Regions from separate parts of the Mus musculus genome. Here all the other regions are linked to region 1. The links are chromatin contacts, called in public Hi-C maps. All regions are on one chromosome and are shown on one strand. The core of a region is the stretch at or near the end of the contact, and the rest is flanking DNA. Distances in the headings are between cores, read along the strand shown.

Region 1 (5,070 bases), core at 1,125-3,624:
CTAATCCTTCCCAAACAGTTCCTCTAACTAGGGACCAATCATCCAAACATAGGAGCCTACAGGGGACATTCTCATTCAAATGGTGACAGGTGGGCTCTGGACGGTTACAAAGGCAGCTTGAACTAATAATTATGAGTCTTGGGAGCATGGAGGCTGTTCAGTGATGCAGACAGCTCTTCTGTTGCATGAGTGACTTAGCATGATTGTGGGCTGCATTGGAGGCTGCAGATGCCTTTTGAACTGATGAGGAGAGAAGCTTAGCTGATTGTGACTCAGTAACATTGGGGTGGCAGTGTCAATACATCAAGTTCACCAGATGGCATGGTCAGGTGCATGCCAGGGCAAGAGTACTATGGAATCTCTGCCCGGTGATGGAGGCAGCTCACGGCGACTACTGCCTGGGATGATTACATCATGGCTTGGGGTGTTGTGGAGGAAGTTTGGAGGCAGCCAGGATGAAAGCAGAGGACTATCCTCTGTACACCATCCCCACTGCAGCAGCCTGGAATCTGGTAGTACAGCCACATTTTTTTTTGTTTGTTTGTTTGGTACACTTATTTGGTTTTTTAATTAATTAATTAATTTTTATTTATTTATTTATATTTTTATTTTGTTTTTTTGAGACAGGGTTTCTCTCTTTGTAGCCCTGGCTGTCCTGGAACTCACTCTGTAGACCAGGCTGGCCCCGAACTTAGAAATCTGCCTGCCTCTGCCTCCCAAGTGCTGGTCACATTTATTTGTAACCAGAAGGTTCACTGGGAATAGCTGCTTCATGACAGTCTTTGACACTGAATGAGTCCTGTGTTGAAAAGGTAAGAGTCAGGGAGATTAACCTTTCCCTATGTCTCTTCCAGGGCACTCTGGATGTATAGCTGCAGGGCACAGTGACTAACGCAGAGCTTAGAGCAGTGTTGGGGGAACCACAGAGTCTCCTTATAGGTCTTTTTCGGGGGTGGGGATGAGGGTGGGGGTAGGGAGATCTCTCTTCCTCTTATTCTCTTCCCCCCAACTCCTTTCTTAGTCCGTCCTTACACAGCCAGTGGAATGCTCTTGCTGTGTCTCAGTCACTGTGCTCCGTGAAAGTGCCTATGTTCAGGAAGAGAATAACCTGACTCAGCCATGAGTGACAGGCCACTAGCTAGATGTCATGGCTGCTTTAATCTCTTCTTTCTTTACCTGGATGCCTCCCAATGAGCTGGTCAGCTTGTCATATCCTATGCTCCCTGGACCAATCGCTGTGTGTGATTGCATGTGGGATGTGAGATTTCATGGGTGTCCACGGGGCTAAGAGTGGGGAGGAACACAGAGATGCCTTCGCTCGGTATGTGAACAGCAGGGAAGAAGATCTCACCATTTTACATCTGCACCCAGTCACCTCTCAGGGAAGTGGGCCTAAACACAGCTCATGCCAAGCCGACCACACATACCTTGTTTTCATGCACGCCTCCCATCTTCTGTGCCTTGCTGGTCATCTGGCAGACATTTGTGTGTGTGTGTGTGTGTGTGTGTGTAACTATTAGCATGCTTTAATTCAACTTTTCTTAAGTTCCACTGATCACCTCCAAAAGCCACGTGAGAAATCACTGGTGAGAGACATACTGGAGAAATGACAAATCTTTTAAATTCAAACTCCATTTTAGAGAACCTAACCTAAGTTTGAACTCAGGTAAACTAGCAGGCTGGTACCTAGCATTAGTTTCCAAGTTGCCCCACCCAACAAAACCGGAGCCTAGCTCCAGTCTCTAGGCTAATCTCCAACAAGACCAGCGTTTCCAGGTTACACCATCAACAAGACCGAGGTCTCCAGGTTTTTTCCCCAACAAACCTGCACCCCCCCCCAGGTTACAAGCCCACCCCTTGCCTAACAACCACCAATGCAGAGGGGAGCAGAAGTTAACTTTATGATATGACTCCCAGCACCAACCAATTATGTTAAAGGCCACAGGAGCTTTCCAATTAGATGCTTGCACATGTACTCCCTGCTTGCTGCTTACTATAAAGTCTTGCCCTATAGACATTCGGGGATCCTCCCCAAAAAAACTTTCTCTGTGACAGCGGTGCGTTGGGGGTGTGTGTGTGGGGTGAGCTAGCTTGAATAAAGACCCTGCTGTGAGTTGCATCAAATTGGCTTCTGTCTGGTTTTCTTTTTTGGGGGAGGGGGGGCGAGGGGGTCACTGTTTCCCTGGCACTACACTGGAGTGTGCTCATCCTGTTTTCTGGAAGCAATTTAGAATTCTTGAACAAGTACCTGAGGTCAGCTGCTGCAATATGAACAAGGGTGAATCGTTTTTCTACACAGAGACCACAGGACCGTGAGAGAAAACCAAACAAAAACTGAAACCCAGTTGGTGCAAACCAGAGACACTGGGGGGCGCTATTTCTCTACCCAGGCTGCCAGTGAGCGGCTGGACTCTGAGCTTTGGAGCACTTTCTTCCTTTCTGCAGTTTCCACTCTTGTCTGGGGGCTCACAGGTGTCTGTCGTTCTTCACACCTGACACGCTTACTCCCACAAGCTAAGATCTCTTCACCCAAAAAAGGCGCCTGGCTAACCTGTGACTTTATTTTAGGGGGAATTTCATGCACCAAGCTCTGGAAAGGAGAGGAAAGTCTGGGCGTCACGTCACTTCCAGACATCTGCCCACACCCAGGAGTCTCGAGTGGATGGATATGACCGTCCTCATAGCTTGCTCTTCACTGATGAGGAGACATGTGTGGAACCCACCTGGGCAGGAGTGACCCTCGGGAGTGGCTGAGATCTCAGAGGACTATGGGGTTGGGGATCTAGGTGTTTGGGGCTCATGAGTGGGACTCACGGGGCAGGGAGGTTTCGAGTTTTTGTTTTTGTTTTTCCCAAAGCACAACTCCTCTGGACTCTTCTGAGAAGAACACAAGGCATTTAGACGTAAAGATACTCCATCCACAGCAACTAAGAAATAGATTAGGGACAAAGCACCAACGTTTTACAGCTTAGGAAATGGGGTTTCTGGGGTCTCTTGGAAGGGGCCTCGAAGGTCGGCAGTTGGGTGATATTTCTAGATCACTTCCAGCTGTCTTCCCCTTGGCACCTTGATATTAGTTGTAAGCACAGAGGCAGCTTAATATTTTATTTGTAAGTAGAAGTGGGTGGGAAAGTTATTCTTCCTTGGAAAGAATTGTTGAAAGGAGAAGGGTGGCATTTTCCATGAGTTGTAGGAAAATGGTTCCCTTAGCCTCACTACCAGGGACTTCAGGTCAGAGAGTTTCACCACTGGCCTCCAGGCGGCGCCATCGCCTCAGCGCAGCTCCATGGTGACTTCGCAAGACTGCAAATTAGAAGGTAATTAATAGAAGAGACTTTTAATTGTTTCTACATTCTGGAAATGAAACAGTTTTCCTTTGAAGAAAATCTAAAACTTAGTGTTGAGGGGAGTAGCTGAAACTCTTTCCTAAATTTAGATATTCCCAAAGTGTTTACAATTACTACATATTGTTTAGAGTGAGCCCAGGATTCATTATCTATTAAGTGATTTGCAGCAGGCCTTCTTTAAATGACAACTTCTTAACTTCTTTTCATTTATTATAACATGCCACAGTTTTATTTGAATATAAACAACACATTACATGATATACTTTTGTTCCAAACAGCATACTAAGTGATGGCTTTCCCTCCCGGCCTTCTTCCCCTCCCCCATCTCTAATGTCAGCTTTGCTAGCCGGGGCCCCTCCAGCAGTAGCTTCAAATCCCGGGCCTCTCCAGCAGTAGCTTCATTTCCCTTTCCTACCACACTCATTTTCCTGCCCTCTCTTTCTTTCCCTCTTTCCTGACATCTTCCTTTCCCTCTTTCCTGCCCCTTTTTCTAGTTTAATGATTTATACCCCCTCACAAATTTCTACATGAATATAAAATTTAAAATACAGAATAGGCATGTGAGATGCTTATTACATAATATCTGTCTTTCTGAATGTGTATTATTTTTTAAAATTATAATAGATTTCAGTCTACCCATCTTAATAATGATTTTAGATTTCTTTACGGCTGAATAAAATTTTATTGTGTGTGTGTGTACCATGTTTTATTTGTCCATTCATTTATTGAAGGGAATCTGGGCTTATAGCATGACTTTTGGACCCACTGGTGGTAAAAATGACACAGAGGCTTGTTCATATTTTAAAGCTTAGGCGTTTTAGCTAGGACAGTCTCCCAGCCAGCCATCTAGCTTAACCTGAGTAATTCTGACACTACATCTCTCCATGAGGCTAAGGCTACCTCTTTGCTCTGCTGGATCCATATACCTTCATGTCCACTGGTGAATCCCCCTCAACTCTTTCTTCTCTGTATCTCTCTGTCTCTGTCTGTCTGTCTGTCTGAAGCTCTGCCCTCCACTTCCTGCCCAGCTATTGTCTGTCAGCTCTTGATTACAGCCAATCAGATACAATTCTGCATTGCCTCTAGGCTAGTGAGGAAGGACAAGGCTGCTGAGGGGCCATGGAAATGACAATACCAGGATCCTGCAGCATTCAGATCTCTGCCAGTACAGAATTAACAACGGAAAATACAGAGACACATCTTTACACAGTGTCGAAAAGGTAACTCCAACATGGGCTAGTTACCCTTCCTAACTATTGCAATGGTGTGCCAGCTAACATGATTGTGCAGTATCTCTGCAGCACCCAGAATCCCAGCAGAGGCACAGCTGAGTTGTCGGATAATTCAGGTTTTTGAGAAACATCTATCCTGATTTCGATTGTGAATGCCGGTGCTGTAAACGCAGTATGGAGCTCATGGGAGTGAGACACAGACACATCTGGTTGGAGGTCTCTGGCCATGAACAAGGGTGCTGTTCATCAGGTGACTTCCAGAGCACGCTCTGTTGACAGAACTTTGGGGGATTTTTTCTTGCTCAGTGGGACCCAGGCAGGATTGGCTAGTGACTGAATTATCATGTGCTGAAAGACTCAATTTTTAAAATTTTCTTTCAAAAGTTTGGGGTTAAGACACAACACAGATGTATAGACCCCGACAGACCCAGACAGACAGAGAGACACAGAAACACACCCACCTACACACACTGTGTGATCACTTTCTGCCG
Region 2 (5,070 bases), core at 671-3,170, 750 kb after region 1:
TAACACCTACGGTTTAAAAAAAAGAAAAGAAAAATCAGTCTGGCAACCCATCCTGCACCTCCAGCGCTGGATGGGGTCAGAGACAAGTGGATCCTGGGATCTTTTTGGTCGACTATTCTAGCCAAAATGGCAAGCTTCAGGTTAGATGAGAAACTTGATCTTGAAAAATAAGGCAGAGAGCAATAGGGGAAGGTACCTGGTGTCAACTTCAGGCCGCCACAGCACACATGCAGAGGAAAGCACCGCTGCACATGTTTGTGTGCACATATGTACATACACAGTGTCATGGGATGAAGATGAACACCTGCTCTACAAATGCCATTCCTTCATTTTTTTGTAAGTTCTGTGAATTATGCACCCTTCTTTCATCTTAAATCTACCCACTGTCATAGGTCAGTTTCCAGCTGGTTTTAAGAGAGACGTGAAACACAGGAAGAAATGTGAGCCATGCAAGTCCTGTCTTTTAGGATAGAGTCCTTCAGGTTCTAACCAACTGACAAAAAGCATTATATTGTAACTGGGGGAACTGGAGTCTCATCTCAGTGTTCTTAGACTCATTAGTAAGAGAATTTAATAACAGACCCAGAGACAGTCTTGAAGAAAGTTTTATTAGAGTTTGAAAGAAAAAAAAGCATCACAGGTAAGTTCTAAATCTGAGAGGATTCCTACAGGAAAATAATGGAAAAGGGAGAAGAGAGGAAACCTGTGCCATTTGTAAGCAACTGTATGGTAGAAATGTCAGAGAGAGCGACAGAGACAGAGACAGAGAGACAGACAGAGAGACAGAGACAGAGAGAGAGGTGCCCCCTCACTCTTTCTTTAAAGGTTGGGATTATGGCACGTATCTGAAAGAAAGAGATGGAAAAAAGAAAAACTTACACTTTGCCAAGTAATTCAGAAAATCAGGCAGGCTTAGCCTAGCCCTCAGCAAGTGACAATTCTGAGGGCAGAGTGTCTGATAAGGGAAAGTACATTATTCCTTCTATCACCTCAGCATGGCTCAAGGTGAATCCGCCTGCCTTAGAAGTGGTTCCATGTCAGGTGATTGACAGGCCCGGTTGGATTAACTTTTTGGAGTAACTTAAAATGCAAGGTCTCGATCCAAGAACAGGAATAGGTTCCAGTCTTTTGACAAGGGAAAATAGTGATCCCTGATGGGCATCGACTGAGCACTAATAAAGGATTCTGTACCAATCCTCCCTCTAAAGAAATAACCTAACCTCATTTAGGAGATGCACCAAAATTGGGGGATAGAAACGGTCTACCTCCACCATGACACCCGAGGTCTGGTTCCAATGTCATTCAACAGACAGGAGCAGCATCCAGACTGGTGATCCAGTCACATCCCCACATATAGCCAAGGCAGGGTTGCTCAGAACACAGATTCCTGTTCTGCTTACAGGATCTATACCCTGAGCTCTATCCACTGCTTTTGCCATCCTAATTCCTAAAGGGTCCTTCCTCTCACACTTACTTTCATATGGCTGTCTCCAAAGAAGATGACTTTTGTTTTATAGCTTAAAGGAAGTTTTAGGAAATTCATCCTTCTTATTATAAATGGATATATATATATATATATATATATTCTGAAATAGATTTTCTCTAGTCACTGCGTATTCTGTAGGAGCCAAAAAAAGAAAAGAAAAAAGCATTTTCAATCTACCAGGATTCAATATTGTACTGCCGTTTATCCTGTGTAGTGCAGCCAGGATTTGTGGGCAGCTAACCTGCTCAGATTGAGTGGCACCCTTTCCTGATAAAGATGCTTAGCAATTAGAAGCAAGCACTATCTTCCCCTCTATACAACAAAGGTTTTCATCCTGGGCACTGAGCCAGAACCCTGGCATTCACAGGAGTGATAGCCAGCCAGGGCATTACTCATGCACACAGTTCCTCAGCTGTCTCCCCTGTTTTGGAGAGGTTCCCACCAGATTTCCTCCTTTTTTACAAATTAGCATCAGCAGGCATGGGCCCCCAAGGCGCCCTTCTTCTCTGCTTAAAAAAAAATTTTTCCTCAGTGAAATTTCCCACTGTCAGCTGATCAGCCTTCCGTTCAAAAATGCCAACAAATTAAATTCCTTTCTAGTACCAGGCCTGAAGCAGCTGGTATGTGAGAGAAATGTGTGTGCTCCACTAGGGCTGCCAGGGAGCAGAAGTTTGTCGTGGAGTCATGATCGCCCAGGGAACTGGGGCACAGCGCCACTGGCGAGTGCATAAGTTCATTTTCCTGCATCTATCTGTTAGGTGAACCTCTATATTACCTACATCCTAAGTGATGCAGGGGCTGTCGATCACTGGAAAGATGAATGGTTGTTTTAAAAAAAAATCCCCAAGGAAGACAAAAGACTGAGGGGGAAAATGCTTCATAATTTTCAGTTAAGAAAGAGATTGCAACCCTTTCTGGTTGGCGACAGCACCGGGTCACCTTGGGCAAGGAGTCGGCAGACACTCTCACGGTCCCTAGAGGACTCTCCACGAGATCTTAGGATCACTGGTAAGTGGAACACAACATCGGTTCCAATCCAATCTCGAGGGACCTGAGATGGCATTAAGGAAGCAGAAAACCAGCCTAACCAGGGGCACAAGTCCCTTCTGGTCTGCACCAGCACCGGGTCACCTTGGGCAAGGAGTCAGCAGACACCCCCACGGTCCCTAGAGGACTCTTCACAGGATCTTAGGATCACTGGTGATCCTAAGTTCCAATCCAACATCAGTTCCAATCCAATTGTGACAGGCCTGTGACAGCAGGAACAAGGACACTGGAGCCCTTCCTGGACAGAGGCTCAGGTTCCTTTTGATCAGTTCTGGTTTACTTTGGTTCCGAACAGACCAGACAGCTCCAAGGTCCTCAAAGGAGACACCATTTCCAGGCACTGTAACACACCCAGGATCTTAGGACAACAGGATCCCAGGATAACAGGAGCTGGGCCACACCAGTATTTCAGGGTCTCAGAGGAGCTTGACTGCAAAGAACTCTGATACACCTAGAATCTCAGGTTCACAGGATCCCACAATCAAAGGATCACAGAGAAAGCTGGACTCTGAGGAGTCCTGAATCAACTAGGATTATATGAAGGACAAGCTCCAATCAGATATATCGAGGGCAGCAAGCACTTGAGAGATGGCAGGAGGCAAGAATAAGAACAGAAGCAACAGAAACCAAGGTTACTTGGCATCATCAGAACCAAACTCTCCCACCTTAGCAAGTCCTGGATACACCATCACACCAGAAAAACAAGACATGGATGTAAAGTCACTTCTCATGATGATGATGGAGGACTTAAAGAGAGAAATAAAGGAAAACACAAGCAAACAGCTAGAAGCCTTTAAAGAGGAAACACAAAAATCCCTTAGAGAGTTACGGGAAAACACTACCAAACAGGTGATGGTATTGAACAAAACCACCCAGGATCTAAAAATGGAAGTAGAAACAATAAAGAAAATCCAAAAGGAGATAACTCTGGAGATAGAAATCTTAGGAAAGAAATCAGGAACCATAGATGCAAGCATCAGCAACAGAATACAAGAGATGGAAGAGAGAATCTCAGGTACAGAAGATTCCATAGGGATCATGGACACAACAATCAAAGAAAATGCAAAATGCAAAAAGATCCTAATTCAAAAATACATCCAGGAAATCCAGGACACAATGAGAAGACCAAACCTACGGATAATAGGAGTAGAATGGAATGAAGATTTTCAACTTAAAGGGCCAGCAAATATCTTCAACAAAATTATAGAAGAAAACTTCCCACACCTAAAGAAAGAGATGCCCATGAACATACAAGAAGCCTACAGAACTCCAAATAGACTGGACCAGAAAAGAAATTCCTCCTGACACATAATAATCAGAACAACAAATGCACTAAATAAAGACCGAATATTAAAAGCAGTAAGGGAAAAAGGTCAAGTAACATATAAAGGCAGGCCAGACTTCTAACCAGAGACTATGAAAGCCAGAAGATCCTGGACAGATGTTATACAGACACTAAGCGAAGACAAATGCCAGCCCAGGCTACTATACCCAGCAAAACTCCCAATTACCATAGATGGAGAAACCAAAGTATTCCATGACAAAACCAAATTCACACAATTTCTTTTCATTAATCCAGCCCTTCAAAGGATAATAACGGGGAAAAAACCAATACAAGGACGGAAATTACACCCTAGAAAAAGCAAGAAAGTAATACTTCAACAAACCTAACAGAAGACAGCCACAAGAACAGAATCCTAACTCTAACAACAAAATGACAGGAAGCAACAATTACTTTTCCTTAATATCTCTTAATATCACTGGACACAATTCCCCAACAAATAGACATAGACTAACAGACTAGCTACAGAAACAGGACCCAACATTTTCCTGCTTACAGGAAAACCATCTCAGGGAAAAAGACAGACACTACTTCAAAGTGAAAGACTGGAAAATATCACTTTTTGCAGATGATATGATAGTATATATAAGTGACCCTAAAAATTCTACCAGAGAACTCCTAAACCTGATAAACAGCTTCGGTGAAATAGCTGGATATAAAATAAACTCAAACAAGTCAATGGCCCTTCTCTATACAAAGAATAAACAGGCTGAGAAAGAAATTAGGGAAACAACACCCTTCTCAATAGTCACAAATAATATAAAATATCTTGGCGTGACTCTAACTAAGGAAGTGAAAGATCTATATGATAAAAACTTCAAATCTCTGAAGAAAGAAATTAAAGAAGATCTCAGAAGATGGAAATATCTCCCATGCTCATGGATTGGCAGGATCAACATTGATCCTGCCATCCACTACTACTCAGCTATTAAAAAGAATGAATTTATGAAATTCCTAGCCAAATGGATGGACCTGGAGGGCATCATCCTGAGTGAGGTAGCACATTCACAAAGGAACTCACACAATATGTACTCACTGATAAGTGGATATTAGCCCAAAACCTAGGATATCCAAGATATAAGATACAATTTCCTAAACACATGAAACTCAAGAAAAATGAAGACTGAAGTGTGGACACTATGCCCCTCCTTAGAAGTGGGAACAAAACACCCTTGGAAGGAGTTACAGAGACAAA
Region 3 (5,070 bases), core at 1,061-3,560, 710 kb after region 1:
TCTTGATAGCAGTTAGACACTTCAGTCCCCCACATTTAGAACCCATGAAAACATGAGCATCAGTCAGAACTGGGATTCTCATCCAAACTGGTCACCTGCAATGCACAGTCTCTTTCTCACCACACCCAGGACTCTAGCTGCTTCATACCTTTGTCCAGTAGGAGGGAACTATGAACTGGGGGATGAAGTTGGATGAAGGACTGTTCCATGGGTTCAGTCACTACTATTAGAAACAAAGAAAGATTAATCCTGGTAGGAAGCAACCGACTGTTTTTCCACATTAACTGGGGTCCAAACTCACAGCCTTGGCAATTGGCTAGTTTTAAAACATAGGTCATAAAGAAAGTGAAGGGAAGAGAGGAGGGAGTGGGCTGCTTCATCAAGTTCCAGAAAGAGATGTGGAGAGACTTAGTTCTACCAGAAATGGAAGATAAACAGAATAACATGAAAGTTTCACAATATGTGGGAGATTGATGAAATATTGGCCCTTGGTGAGCTAGCTACCTCGGATTGAAAAATATTTTTCCAATACCACTAGCTGGGAGGAAGTGCCAATTCTGGTGTCCAAGGCTCAGCGCATCTGTCTCCAGCAAGCCTTGGCTTTGGTGTCAGCAGGAGAGCCATCCTGTTCCCTCTGCTAACTTATCAGTAGTGACTTTGGAGGGACAAGATTCTTGCTTTATTTACAGTCTGGGGGAAACTTCACCTTGAAGTAGCTAAGTTCAATACAAGCCTTCTGGCCTTCATCCCCTTCCCTCTGAGTGAAAGACTTGCTTATTCTGTAGTTTGTGACAGCCATGGATGTCTTGGATCTTATCTGCCGTGCTTCAGGTGGCTTGGGAGTGCTCCCTTGGGATAGTCTAGCTGAGTTGCTCACACTGATCGGACTTTCTTTTCCTACTGTGCACAGCCCATGAAAGCAAGCACTTAATATTTTCATTGAGAACTAATAAAGTCACATTCATTCCTCTGCCTGGAGGCTGGGGCAAGAGGGAGGCCTTCCTTCCTCACCAAGACAAAAAGTTCCAGTTTCTCCGTTCCTTGCCCCTTGCTTTTTCCCACAGTTCAGGGATTCCCCTCATCCCTTGCACAGAGACTGCAAACGCTTTCTCATTTATTCCTCCCCGGGTTTATGGACACTGGTGAGAATCTCCTGACTTTGTTGGGTTACTACGAATTATATCTGTTTATTCGTTGGGATTTCTTGTTGCCTTTTAAAAGTGTTGGTCCATTTGGTTAGATATTGGCAAAGCAGAAATTTACTTTTATAGTTTTAATGCAATATAAATTTGGGCATTTACCTTGTTCATATCCTTATGGCTACTGACAAATTGAGTCATAAATATTAACCGTTAAATAGCTTTGATAAACACTAGGAGTCACAAAGATTATATAAGCGAAATTTATCATTTCTGCCTGTTTTGGGCAACAACTGGGAGCGGGTAGCATGAAGTTAAATGTCACGTGAGCACTGCTGATTAAAAGCCTGACTCCTCGGAGAAAAGAGTGATGTGTGGAGTCATGCTGCCCGAGAGAGACAACTGTGTGCCCATTGCAACTGACACATTCAGAATCCTTTATGTCAAGCAGTATCCTAAAGTCATTATAACAATACTTTCTTAAATGACACAGCAAACCTCTAGTAAGGACTCTTTCATTCCCCTATGTGTGGAGGGCAAGCATAGAACTGAAAATAAAAATCAATAGGGATTTGTAAAATCCTTAATTCATATAGGGTAAATAACCTTATAATGAATGTAGAGCCACTGCATCTGTGGGCAACTGCTTAATTTTACTTATTCTCTCTCTCTCTCTCTCTCTCTCTCTCTCTCTCTCTCTCTCTCTCTCTCTCTCTCTCTCTCTCTCTCTATCTCTCTCTCTTTCTCTCCCTCTCTCTCTAAGAGAATGGTATGCCCGGTGTGAGGTTTCCATAGGAGCAAATGGTAGAGAGTAACATTAAAGTTCCTGGGAGGCCCAGCCCTACTCTGTGTTATCCTGCACAGCGCAAGCTTAGCCCAGAGCCAGGGTTCAGAGGAAAGATCAGATGAATCTGTGAGCATAGAGTTAGAAACAAAAGGAACTCACAGAATCAAGTTGGAGTCCAAAGTAACTCAGCCAGCACTTAAAGCTGTAGTTTCTGAGTTCCTGGGATGGCTCACAAACTAAAACTGCCAGACTTACTGCAGAAACCACCGCCCTTGGCTCCACCTACGTTTGGGTCAATGAATATCAGAAGAATGCAAAATGTGGAGAGAGAGGCTGAGGTGGCCAGATTCTTTTACACTGCAAGTCTGCGAGTCTGCGAGGGCTTGGGACTGACTTGCTTTGACAAATGGGAAGTGACAGTGTGCAGTTCTACAGCCCACGCTGCATGGGGATACGCCAGTCGCCTTCTCACTTTTGAGAATGCTGCTTTGGGATGGCAGCAGAGGCCTGCATGGCCTAGGGAAGAACACATGGCCAGACTTGGAAAACAGAACCAAAGCGTCTGAGTTTGCCAGAAGCAACTGCCACACAGACCTCCAACTAGAGCCTACGGCATGGCCAGGACTTTGACTGAACCCAGTCGTCTGCTTCAGCCGCAACCAAATCAGAACCTGCCCCACACCTGCCCCGCTTTCCCACATCATGAGGATGAAGGTCTCAGTGTTTTCCAACCTACTATTTTTAGGTGATTATTTTTGCAGCAATAGCTGATGAAAACACATTCCTAAATGAAAACAGACTTATGCTCAGGCAGGGTGGTGCATAGTGTGAAAAAATCACATGCTGCTCCCTCAGAAACCACTGCATGGGAGTCAACATTTTATCTAATTTCAGCCCAGCACACATCTAGTCAGTCCTTTTAAAATCTTTGCACTGACTGAGCGATATTTTTGCTTGGCATAAGAAGCACCAAGTTTCTCTATTATGCTAATGTAGTTTATTCAAAGTAATCAATAAATATGGTTTTTAATTGAATTTTCCCACTAGCCATGTCTTCCATTCCAAGGCTGGTCTGAATTTTTGTTTCCTGGCAGAAAATGTGCCTTCTTTTTGCTTTGGCAGGCTTCAGTTCATATGTTATTCATTTTCTCCTCCATCCCTCTACATTGCATTCTGGGCTGGGCTTGCTCCATCCCGTCAGCAGCTGGAGTCTGCCACAGGAGGAGCCTTGGCCTGAGTGGTTTACCTGAGCGTTCAGGCTTGGATCTGCAGAAACAATGGGGATAATACTACTTCTTCAGCTCTGCGGACATCAGAAATAAGAAGCCCTTCAGGGAGGTGTTGAAAAGAATATCAAATCTCCACAGGTCTACAGTTCCCCAAGAACCTGTGCATCCCTAGCAACTAACATAATATACAAGAAAAAAAAATTTAAATGTGTGAATGTAAATATGCCCATACATGCATGAAGCTTCCATACATATATGTACAGAGTATGTTCTCCATGATTTCTTCTTTAGAGAAAATCAGATGGTTTCAAGAATGAACAGAAATGAAATTCAGGACATATTCCGATTTTTGTTGACATATGTAAGGATATCTTCTCATCTCCTCCTGACACTTGACAGCAAAAGCCCACAACTGACTGCAGGCATTTACTTCAATAGCTTTCAGCCCTTGAGGACTCTGAGGGTCAAGAAGGTGCTATAATTTACATGCTGCCTTCTTAAGAAGTAACAGACATAAGCCGGATATTTTCCTAAGATCTGTCATTGAAGAATTAGATGATGTAATGAATACACTGGAAATTCTGTTCAAAGTGTCATAAGGCCTTTGGTCCTTCATTCATGCATTCTTTGCTGAATTCATTCAGCAAATACTGTCTCTCTATCATGTCAGGCTCTGGGATCTGTGTTTGATGCTGGACACACAATATTGAAAATACACAGTACCTCAGTTAGGGTTTTACTACTGTGAACAGACACCATGACCAAGGCAACACTTATAAGGACAACATTTAATTGGGGCTGGCTTACAGGTTCAGAGGTTCAGTCCATTATCACCAAGGCTAGCGCATGGTAGCATCCAGGCAGGCATGGTGAAGAAGGAGCTGACAGTTCTACATCTTCATCTGAAGGCTGCAAACAGAATACTCACTTGCAGTCAGCTAGGATGAGGGTCTTAAAGCCCACACCCACAGTGACACACCTACTCGAATAGAGCCATGCCTTCTAATAGTGCCACTCTCTGGGCCAAGCATATACAAACCATCACACAGTCTGAACAAATATGTACCAGATATAAATATATAATTCTAGTGGGATTTAATGACCACTGCAAGGGGGAACATGGGGTCCCAAAGCAGTTTGGGCATGGAAAAATGTGGAATGAGGGAGTAAAGGTATTATAAGCTTGTCTGAAAATTTGTTTTAAAATAGCCTTAACTAAGGAAGGTGGGTAGGAACAACATGAAGGGATCAGTCATCCAGGACCCAGGGGAAGAATGTTCTCTGCAGTAGAACGTACTCCATAAGGTCTGAAAGGAGGAAAAGGGGAGGTGAGGCACATACAGAACACCGTGTCTTAGAATATACTGGGCATGTGCACTTTCCAGGCATTGGAAGCATCCAGAGCTGGTGCCCAGCTGGGCTCAGCTCACAGTCTACCAGGTGATTGTTTTTCTTTGGACCTGAATCTCTGATCAGTGCTAATGTTACTGGGTTGTAACTTCTCCCGTTTTAGTTGTCAGAGGATGCAGAAGACATCAGGGTTTTCTTAGTCTCCTGAAGAAAATAATTCAAGAGTGGATTCAAAAGAAAAAGTCAAAGACAATTTTATTAGCACTTAAAAGAAAAACCTCAGGGCAGGCAAGCTGTAAAAGCCTCAGCGGTGCGGAGGAAAGAATTAAAAAGCCACGCCATTTAAGCTGCCATGAAGGTCAGACACATGGTAGATGAGTAAGACAGCCCAAAGGGTTGGGAGAACACAAACTGCTGAGGAAAGCATTCTGGGAAAAGAGAAGAGAGATGTTGCATTCTGTCGAATGATTCAGAAAAGGAGGTCAACTTAAAGCTTCACAGTTGTGCCCCTAAGCAAAAGTACAATATCTCATTAAAGGACCAATTATTCCGCTCATCTCTCTAA
Region 4 (5,070 bases), core at 1,416-3,915, 650 kb after region 1:
TCAGGAGTCCAGCTGTAGTTGGGGTGGACATTACCAATTTAGCAGATGGCCAAGAACTGGGAGTCATCAGGTTACAGATCTTGAGATCTCTTAGAATGAGAGATAAAGCTGGGTTCCAGAGAGGGCTCCAAGACAGGTCCTGATGTTCACAGTTATGCTGAGAGCTGCCCATCTCTGCTCTGGAGCCCAGTGGTCTGATCTTTGCTTAGGACCCGGTCCTTCACAAATAGCTCCTACTGGCTTCTTTTTGACAGTAATTTTTAGACCAGTTTAATTTTTTTTTTGACAGAATCAAAGGTTTTCTTTTAAATGAACAGAGGAAAAACCATGGAAGACATTCAGGTAAGGCCAAGTCAGTAAGGACATCTGCATCTTAGACCTCTGTAATATGCAAAGATCAGATATTGGGACATTTGAAAAGTCTGGCTGCAAGCCTTATATCAGAAGGCAATCTCTGCACATTCTAATAGTCACTGGTCCCAAACTCCAAACTTGAGTCACACTTGCGCTTGAGAAACAAGGCTTTCTACTTAGAGAAAAGCCTTCATTTGGTGAATATGGCAACCAGTGTCATGATAAACAACACACACTCACACACCCATGCATATGCATGGATACATAAACACACATGTGCACACATGCACAAACACACATGTGCACACAGTGCACAGACACATATACACTCATATGCACATGCACAATCACACATGTGCACATTCACACAAACACACATGCACAAACACATATGCGCACAAATATGCACACACTCCCATATCAGTCATTCCTGTCACATCCAGACCACTTGTTTGTCTTTCATCTGTTTGAGATCCTTTCCTCTTCTTCCTTTTCATCTTCAGATTCTCTGCCTTGATCATAGGACAGCATCAGGACACCGTGCTGCAAATTTGGTGGCAAAGGCAGGTTTTTTTTCTCACAAGACAAGGTCAATGTGTAGTTAGTGAGACCTTTCCTCCAGAGACCGAAGCATAGGCCCTTATTTTACCTTCTGTGGGTTCTAGTAACTTCTTGTACTCCTTAGCTCATGGATGCCTCACAGTAGTCTAGACCTCATCTCAACTTGGGTTTTCCTCTCTGTCATCTCTCCTCATGTGGCTTGAGGAGACTCTCATCCGTGATAATATAATATTAAACTCTTAAGTTTTATCACACCTTTTGTGCCATAGTCACTGTCATGGGCTTCCAGTGGGTGGAAGAGTCACCACTGAGTAGCAACAGGCAATGATAGGGTGCTTCCAACATTCCTAGTAGACACAATCTTACATCAAAGTCCACAACCCTTTGGTCTTCACTATCTTAAGATATTCTGAGCACAGGACAAATAGTCTTCCCCAGAGAAGAGCACAAGGATTGGTTATCCAGTACCAAATGGTCCAGTCCTGAAAACATATATACATATAGCATTATACAGACGGGGCAGGTTGTATTTATGTATTTAGGGGCATATATGCATATACATATATGTATGTAACAATAATTCATGGGAAAAAATAGGTCATGAATTGGAAAGAGAACAAGGAGGGGTGTATTGGAGGGTTTGAAGAGAGAAAAGGGAAGAGAGAAACAGTGTGATTATAGAACAGTCTCATAAAGTTAAAATAAATACTGGTAAATAGAGAAGATGCACATCAGGTACCAGGCGGGTACACCCACACTGAACTCAATCCAGATCCCCCATCGGAGCTTGCAACCCATAATTATATAAAATGCTCCTTGAAGGAGGGGTGTATTTTTTTTTGATTGTCTAGCTCTTTGGTTTCATTTGGTCTGGTTTGGACTCTGATGGAGTTGAAGCCAGCACCTCCCACATAGTAGCCAAGTAGTGAACGTGGTGTATCCACGGCCACCTTTGGATATATTTTTAGAGTGTACCAAGTGGTCATTTCTTGAATGTCTTCTTCATTTCATCGCCTTTATTTCTCATCCTTCAGCCCTTCGGGCACTGAGCCAATTCACAGTGTCCCTTTTGTGCTTCTCTCTATAACTACCTTCATAAGGTCCCTTTTAGTTGGTCTTATGATACAATGGTAGACATCTACCATATAAATCTATCTTGGTATTTCTGCCTCTAGATGAAGGGTGACTTTTTTTATTGTTCTGAATTTCTTTTCTTATTGGTTTGCCAGACTATTTAAGGTACACCATATACATTGCTTTTATATGTGGTCTCAACTTGTTCATTTAATTTACAAACACTCTCAGAAAAGCTGCATGGAGCTCCCGCTATGACACAGGCAAGGCTGTTTGCTGAGTCACCTGGGCTTCCCAAATATGAGTCAGCCTTAAATTTGGCTGGGAGAAAGAGAAAGCCAAAATACAGAAGCTTGAACAAATGGGAATCAGTTGCTTTGCATAAAAACATTCAGAAGAATGGATCCTGCCCATGGTCCAATGTGTTAGTGATGTTGGGGTTGGTTCCTCCAGGGGTCTACTCGCTTTCCACACAGTTGTGAGAGACTACTGCAGATCCAACCACTTCATCTGGTAAAATACCAAGCAGAGGGAGCAGGAAGTTAGATGCATCCCAAGAACTGCACCTGCTGTTCTTTCTCGGTAAATTAAGTTTCAAGAGAACCCTTCCTCCCACATACCACTCATCTGGCTTCTTGCCACATCCAATCACAGGAGAGCCTGAGGAGACAGACATATGGTGTTTTACCCTGCCTTGTCTTTGTGTGTATGTGTTGGGGGTAGTGCAAGCACCCACAGACACAGGGGTAGGAAAGTCTTGACTAACAGACCAGACCAGCTGTTTCTAGATCTTAGTGCACGGGGTCTCATCTGCTGCAATGAAAATAGCTATTAGCTTAGTAGGCAGTCATTAACTCTAAAGTAGATAAGCCATGGAACTGGAGTTTCTCCCCATTTAAATACAGGGGTGAGCTTTCTGGAATGCAATGCTGTGGGCACAGAACCCCACTGCTGTCATCCTAAGACTGCGGTCAACCTTAGAGAGAGAGCTGTTAATTAGATGGGGAGACACGTTATTTTGGAGGGGATGCTAGCAGATGTTTTGATGCCAGATTTGATGCAGCATGAAGGAAACCTCTTGCTGAGGGCCTGGGTGGGATACAGACACTGGCCTGTGCCTCCCTTGGAGGGGAGACTCACTCGATGTTCTCAGTATGTTCCTTTGGGTCTCCAACCAATGGAATGTGGTAGTGGAAATGGAGCAGAAACACGAAAAATTATACAAACAATATTTCATCTCTGTTATTAGTACAAAAATTGGTTTATGAAAACAAATTATTTATGAAAGACAATTTGATATTTAAATGTGGACTTGGCTCATGATCGTATACATGGAGCACTGGTTGTAAGCTGGGTTCTTTCTGGGTACATTCTTGCAGGCTCTGGAGTACGGTCCTTCTTACTGATTTTAAATTTATTACAGTTGCTCACCCAGACTAGCCAGTTCAGAACACTGGGATGCTGCAACAGAAGAACACAGGAGTGATAGATAATTTCAGATGGCTGGCATAGTATCCAGTTTTAATGTGATAGTCTCTGTTTCCTTAGAAAACTATTGTATATTGGCTCTGTGCCTAGAGGCACAATTTATCTGTACACAGAAGTATATAGCTCATCATCTGAGAGGGCACATTTCAAAGCATCCTTTCGTAGGTCATAAGGAAACAAGTCCTCCCAGGAATCTAGGCCTTAGCGTTATACTCTGTTTACTGACTTCCTTCCCTAGACACCGAGTCTACCCATTGCCATGGTCCTCTGAAATGCCCCCTACACAGCATAGTGACATGAGAGAGCTGGCCTTGGCTCACTCTTATCAAACCCATTCTGCCTTTCCCCTCCTTCCTGGAGGTGCCTAATCCTTTTCACAGGTGCTCTCTTCTCTCAACAGTCAATACAGAACACCCCATTCCCCCAAGTGAGTGGAAGGATATCGTTTCTTCTGCTTAAAGCATTCATCCAGGCCTCACATTTCATGTTTGGATAATGAAGCACTGTGTGTCCTCATTAGCATTCTCCATTATTCCATCCATGATGAAAACTTCTCAGCTCTTCTCTCCACACGGACTGTTGCTCGGCTCTGAAAGTGCTAAAGCTGACTCCTCTGCTTTGTACCTGACGTTACGTTTCTCCATTGGTCCTGCACAGCATAGTCCCATGGAGATAATTATGTTAAAGATCAATTAACTGAACCTCCTGGAGTGGATTCCAGGCATGCACCTGTCTTTTCTGTGTGCAAGGTGCCTGTGTGGCACACCCAAATTCGAATCCTAGTGCCCCGACACTTGTCAGGAAATGATCCAGGGAAGCTTCACTTTGTCTTTCCAATCACTTCCCTGAGGCAGAAGATGCATTTGCACAGCATTTTCTCTTGACAGCCTTCCCCAAAACACTGCAGAAGTATATAGCTTTGCAGATACTGCTGCCCTGAATGTTTAACTGTGACATTCTCAATAGGGTCCCTATAACCAGAAACCATAGAGTCACATACTGACTTGAGCATGATTTGTTTTATCAGATAAGAATGAGGCATCTGTTCCAATGGGCATACTTAAATATACACCAATGGACTCATGAGCAAGTTATCCTTCATTTAAGAAATAATGTCATCAGGCAGAAGACAGGCCTGGTAGGGAAGCCTATTGACACAGAGCCTTCATCTACCTAGGACCCTGTGTTCCTCTGCTGGACATCAGCTTCAAACCTCAGGAGGTTTGAAGTAGGATTCTTGGAATAATTCAAGCTACAAGACACACATTGCCGACTGGCTCTTTAAAGAGGTAGGCGAAGGTGAACATTAACGTAGTGATTTGTCACAAGAATTGAAGATTTCAAGGAGAGCAGAGAGTTGTACAGTGCCACCTCTTACCTTCTCTTTTTGGAGCAAGAAGCCACTTATGTGGAGTTCACCCGTGAGTGTGCTGTTAACACAGCTGGAGTTCTGAGCCCTGTGCTAATGTTGCATTTCAGTCTGGGAAGTTGCTCACTGGCAAAATGCTGGCCTGGCACTCTTGAGGCCATAGATATAACCCCCAACACCACCTCCAAGAAAATAGCCATGTTTCTGCATCTTTGGGCATTGCC
Region 5 (5,070 bases), core at 774-3,273, 570 kb after region 1:
AAGCTTTGCAGTATTATCTGGATAAGGGAAAATAGAATTTTGAAGCAAGGTCGATCAGAGGACACATATTAAAATCAGTTCATGGGTACTTGCCTTGCTAGGAATGATCAGCACTCAGGGAAAGCATATGCCATAAGTGAACTAGTCGTGAACTAGTGAAATCAATATATTCACATCTATAGATTTGTGCCACAAAATATTTGTTTTAAAAAGCAAACTGATCATATAAAAGTAATCCACTTTTATAAATATAACGTTAATGGGACAGAGGAGGGATATGTAGCTTTGGTATGGATTTAGACCAGCTGAGCTCTGCTTATTGACTTGGGAGATAATACTACAAATACGAATCAGGTGTTTGCATAACTACAGTCATCTGAGACCTTCTATCCTCACTTCCTGATATATACTAGAGGAGTTCCAACACTGTCATTTTATGACTGCCAGGGAGAAAAGGTGACAAGATATATCATGCACCATTTATTTTTTCTACTCTAAGAGGACACACTAGTTGTGTTTATGCTTCATAGACACTTATGAAACTTCCCCTAACCGAGAAGAAAATGGTGACAGGAAGTTGAACTGGTTGTCTTGAAACATGGAGACAGGAATTGAGTGGATACAAACAAGAAAGGATTCACTGAGCTGTCAGAGGTCAGAAGAGGGAGAGAGTGTGTTATATAAGCTATATTCTTGCCAGGTGGAAAGGCCCTGAGACAGTGTCATGGATGTCAGGCAGAACAACAGACAGATACCAGGAATGTACACAGGAAGTTCAAAGCCAGAAGAGAACATGGCTAAGGATAAGCTTTGGTGGTATGTGCCTTTGTGATTGGAAACTGGGCCATCACCAGATAAAGTGAGGTGGGTACAAAAGGAACAGGTCAGTGAGCAGAGAGAAAAGCTCTGAGAGCTAGAGAGGAGTGGAAATCGAAAGTCAGGAAGATGTGTGTGTCTTGCAGAGGTTCAGTGAGAACGAGTACTTGTGGCCCCTTTACTGGCATGAACATGGCCACTTCAGATACTCTGCCACCTGCCTTTCCTGCAGTCTTGAGAACAGTGATCTTGCTTTGATTTTGAGGCTCTTGTCCCACACAGAGAGAAAAGTACAGCTAAGAGGAATCTCATGTCCCCATGGTAACATGGAAACCCTAGAGACTGCAAGAGAAGTTTCTGGAGCATTTTGCCCAACATGTTTTTAGATGTGCCAGAGCCATTTACATACAGTGCTCTTTGGAGTTAGAAACTAGACCTAATGATCTGAAAACCTATTGAGATTAATAAGGTGTAAAGGCCATTCCTCCGAGAAGCCTTAAACTTGACTTCCATTGGCCAAGTCACACTGGTGGGTGACACAGGGGTCTTTGCCTGAGCTCTTGAAGCACCAATGCTGGAACCCTGGGCTTGATTTGTTGCAATTGCTTACCTCAACTTTGGAAACGTAATCGTGCTAGGTTAGCCCTCAGTAAATGCTTGCAAAGGTTAGTAACTGACTTGAAACAATGTGATTGGTTCCCTGAACATTTTCTTCATATACTGGCCTCAGGGAGGCTTCCTGAGGGAGGCAATCCTGTTCTGTCTGGACAGATCATTGCTCACTGCATAAAGTGCCCCTGAAAGCAGTGCTGGGTCTCATCCACACACAGAACAGGAAAAACGGAATGTGTGTCATGCTGACTGCTAGTGCTCTGCCGAGAGCAACATCTCCATAGTCTTTTATTTTGAAGAGGCAAAAGAAAAAAACATGTTTGCTAGAAAAAGTATGGCTATGTTAATCTGCTCACCCACATTTTTTATCCTGACAGCCCATATAAATATAGCTTGAAGGGGAGGAAGCGGGGGCTTGAAGCAGATGGCCCACACCAAACTCAGGCTTCCCGAGGACTTCTGGTCACTTTGCCCACCCACGATGGCTTTCTCCTTGGCTGTCATTCCACGATGACAGAACTTGCAGCAAATAGAGAAGATGTTTAGAGCCCATTTCATTGTCTCTTCAGAGTGGGGCTGGGTAGGAAGGGTGGCCCTTCTCTCAGCCATGAAGACAGCTGGCATGCATGGCAGACTCATCCCCTCAGTTGTAACGGCTCAGAGCTGTGATCGAGCCTTCGCTCCTCATTCTGTAGGAGATGCTGCCCCCTCAGAGGAACCCATGCTTTTTTTTTTGAGGAATGAATGGATGTCCTTCTTAGAATGTCCTGAAGAAAATAAAAGGACACGTTTTAGGAATTCAGTTATTTTTAGGCTGTAAACGTCTTGTTTTCTGTGTAGTCTTGCAAGTGTGATGGTAATACAAAGACAGCTTGCAAAGTGCCATCCTGGAACCATAGCATGGAGGTAGACAAGACCTTTATGTTGTAAATGTGCAGAATGGGCAAGAGAAGATGAAGCCCACCACTCTCTGGGCTGCATTGTCCTGAGTCTGTGGTCACCAGAGCCTGGTGGTCATTCACACTTGGACACTCAAAGAAAACACACACCATAACAGTTGTGGTGATCTGGCCATGCCCACACAGCTGACCAGGTCTCTGTGTCCTCTTCTCATGGTGTATATGACTGTAGTCACATGCCTTTCTCTCCCCTGAGGCCTATGACCTCAGGCTCTCTTGCTATAGTTACCACATGCTTATATTCTCTCTCTTGCTCCTCTGTCTCTGGCTCATTTGCAATGAAAAAAAATGCTCTCATTTTATTACCTAGTAAGCATTTTCATTTCCATTCTCAAAATTTCTCTGAGTGGTTTCATATTGATTTTTATAAAAGTGAAATTCATAAAATATAAGTTAGCCATTTTACAGTGAAGAATACAGAGACATTCAGTACATTCTCAGTATTGGGCAATGGACATCTCTGTCCAACTCAAATGCCTTCCCATCACCCAAGGGAAGTCTACAATTGCTGTGCGATCTCTGTGCTTCTACTGCCCCACAGGCCTGCTCACAGACCTTGCCAACCAGGTCATCAGCATCTGCTTCCTGTCTCTGGATTTACTAACTACACATGGTCTATATAAAGCGAATCTTACAATGTGGAGCCTTTGAGGCTCTTCCACATTGTATCATATACCAAAGCTTTAATCCACGTTATTCGTGAATCACATTCTGGTGTGCAGATATGACAGGTGATATCCACCCACTGCTGGGTATCTGTGTTCTCATCTTTTAACTGATATGCAAATCCTATGATTAAAATGTACATGCATATATTTAAAATATCATTCTAAGGAGTGGAACCATAGGATCAGAGGGTCATTCTATGTTTAATCTCTTTGCCAGGGAGCACTAACCTGTTCCACTACAGCGGGACCATCTGCACCCAAGCACCTTTGGTAACTCAGAAGCAATGACTCCAAGCCTCAGGGATGCGAGACCGGCTTTGCTCTTTCACACAAGCGCCCCCAAGCTCAGTCTCATGTATGCGGTAGTTTGTTTGCTAAAATTTGAAGTCCCACACAAGAAACCGTTTCCCCATCACAATGGCAAGCTAGTTTTTTCTCCCCTCCCCCTTTTAATCTGTGTATATGCATATCTGTGCATGTGCTACAACAAATATGGCGGAAAGAGAACAATCTCAGGTGTTGGTTTTCTCCTTCCGCCCTGACACAGGGTTTGAGCATTTGTTTCAATGACCCTCGTGAGTCTAGCTGCCCTGCAAGCTCTTGGATATCTTCTATGTGTCCGCTTCCTATCTTTCCACAGGACTCTGTGACTACCACACCCAGATTTACGTGGTTCCAGGGATTCAGCCTTGGGTCCTCGCATTTCCACCGCCAATGCTTCCTGCACTAGGCTTGTTATAATTCAGTGTATTTGTTTGACTCTATATTGTGATGATGTCGTTTCTCAAATGAGGGTGTTGTCGTCTTCGGCCTCCTTTAATGATAACTGAACCCGGGATTTTCTGATGCTTCATTGTTTTCTTCCCTCCACAGGTGTCATTCTTCCTCTTCATCATCTTCGTGGTGTACACCATGCTTCCCTTCAACATGAGGGATGCCATCATCGCCAGCGTCCTCACCTCTTCATCTCATACGATAGTGCTGAGTGTCTACCTGTCTGCAACACCAGGGGCCAAGGAGCACCTGTTCTGGCAGGTGAGTACCCTTCCTCGTGGGAGCCACTGGCCTTTCAGAGCTCTTCCTAGCATCGGTCGGAGCTGCCAGGGTGGATTTGTTGGCTGCTCCTTGACATGGTCTGCAAGGGCTGCTGAGCCTTGTCCTCCTCCACCAGGGTCATTAGTCACTTAGCCATTAGCAGCAATTAGAAAATGTTCACAGAATAATTGTGTGTGTGTGTGTGTGTATGTATATGTATATATGCATATATGTGTGTGTGTGAGTGTATACACACCATTTTGCTGATTGCTGAGTAGTGATATAATTTTGGAAGCAAAGGTATACATTGGAATCTTATTATAGATTATAATTTTTAGGACTCTTACTTTTAGTATGAGACATCATATAATTAGAAGCATAAATCACCCCCAACATCTCTCTTTACAGAGTATTGGGGGGAAAAACACTTCAATTTCTCAGTCTTCTGCCAGATCTATGAGCATTAAAAAGCAGAGTTTTTAAAATGCTACAGCGGCAAATTTGTGCTTTGCTCATAAGTGATATTTCAAGAAGCTGTTCTATTTAATTAGTTAAAAGCATTTTAAAAGCTATTTGATTCCCTTTACGTGTATCCATAAACACGAGAGTTGGCGATTTGGAGTTCTTCCTAACAGTGTCCTTTTTTATGAGAAAAAAAAATGTATGTTTTATTTTGCTGTCTTGGGGTAGTCACAACAAATATCTCCACAGTATAAAATGTACTAGGTATACAAGTTTCAGTGTGATGAGCACTGTGCCCATAGATGGGGTCATTTAATTCTGGGGCGTGATGGAATTGAACCAGAGCCTTGGAATGCTGTGTATTCCTCTTATTGCTGAGCTGCATCCTGACTTAAAAAAAAAAAAAAGGGAGTTTGAGATATAACCAATGTGACGTCTGTGGAGGGAGAGAAACTGGGTAGGTGTTCATGGGGTGAATACATATGACTAACTTCTTGGTAGTCAGGAAGAAGAGACGC

What was found. A called contact is a pair of places that touch in the nucleus more often than the background predicts.
Region 2: a contact with region 1 is called in a Hi-C map of cerebral cortex, with 4 times the contacts expected there. The contact joins two enhancer-like sites. A contact is called at or near these places in 2 of 484 Hi-C or Micro-C datasets (cerebral cortex and cortical neurons).
Region 3: a contact with region 1 is called in a Hi-C map of cerebral cortex, with 3 times the contacts expected there. The contact joins two enhancer-like sites. A contact is called at or near these places in 3 of 484 Hi-C or Micro-C datasets (cerebral cortex, muscle stem cells and ventral hippocampal neurons).
Region 4: a contact with region 1 is called in a Hi-C map of cortical neurons, with 1.8 times the contacts expected there. The contact joins two enhancer-like sites. A contact is called at or near these places in 10 of 484 Hi-C or Micro-C datasets (cortical neurons, embryonic stem cells, gonadal supporting cells and 2 more).
Region 5: a contact with region 1 is called in a Hi-C map of cerebral cortex, with 5 times the contacts expected there. The contact joins two enhancer-like sites. A contact is called at or near these places in 2 of 484 Hi-C or Micro-C datasets (cerebral cortex and cortical neurons).

The regions. Positions count from the first base shown.
Region 1 is chr13:69,458,440-69,463,509 of GRCm38.p6, reverse strand. No RefSeq gene overlaps it. Among named protein-coding and RNA genes, the nearest start is that of Gm35514, 65 kb to the right of the region's middle. Within about 2 kb of position 2,374, at least 9 of the 459 cell types and tissues checked have an H3K27ac peak or open chromatin away from gene starts, as enhancers often do. A contact at or near this core is called in cerebral cortex, cortical neurons and muscle stem cells, where this site is marked.
Region 2 is chr13:68,704,436-68,709,505 of GRCm38.p6, reverse strand. All of the region lies in intron 14 of Adcy2 (adenylate cyclase 2), which reads left to right. Among named protein-coding and RNA genes, the nearest start is that of Gm34903, 100 kb to the right of the region's middle. Within about 2 kb of position 1,920, at least 41 of the 459 cell types and tissues checked have an H3K27ac peak or open chromatin away from gene starts, as enhancers often do. A contact at or near this core is called in cerebral cortex and cortical neurons, where this site is marked.
Region 3 is chr13:68,747,286-68,752,355 of GRCm38.p6, reverse strand. The region is part of intron 4 of Adcy2 (adenylate cyclase 2); the gene reads left to right. Among named protein-coding and RNA genes, the nearest start is that of Gm34903, 150 kb to the right of the region's middle. Within about 2 kb of position 2,310, at least 33 of the 459 cell types and tissues checked have an H3K27ac peak or open chromatin away from gene starts, as enhancers often do. A contact at or near this core is called in cerebral cortex and muscle stem cells, where this site is marked.
Region 4 is chr13:68,813,491-68,818,560 of GRCm38.p6, reverse strand. All of the region lies in intron 3 of Adcy2 (adenylate cyclase 2), which reads left to right. Among named protein-coding and RNA genes, the nearest start is that of Adcy2, 180 kb to the left of the region's middle. Within about 2 kb of position 2,665, at least 14 of the 459 cell types and tissues checked have an H3K27ac peak or open chromatin away from gene starts, as enhancers often do. A contact at or near this core is called in cortical neurons and muscle stem cells, where this site is marked.
Region 5 is chr13:68,886,979-68,892,048 of GRCm38.p6, reverse strand. It overlaps Adcy2 (adenylate cyclase 2), which reads left to right. Exons shown (of 25, transcript NM_153534.2): 3 at 3,929-4,090. Among named protein-coding and RNA genes, the nearest start is that of Adcy2, 110 kb to the left of the region's middle. Within about 2 kb of position 2,023, at least 17 of the 459 cell types and tissues checked have an H3K27ac peak or open chromatin away from gene starts, as enhancers often do. A contact at or near this core is called in cerebral cortex and cortical neurons, where this site is marked.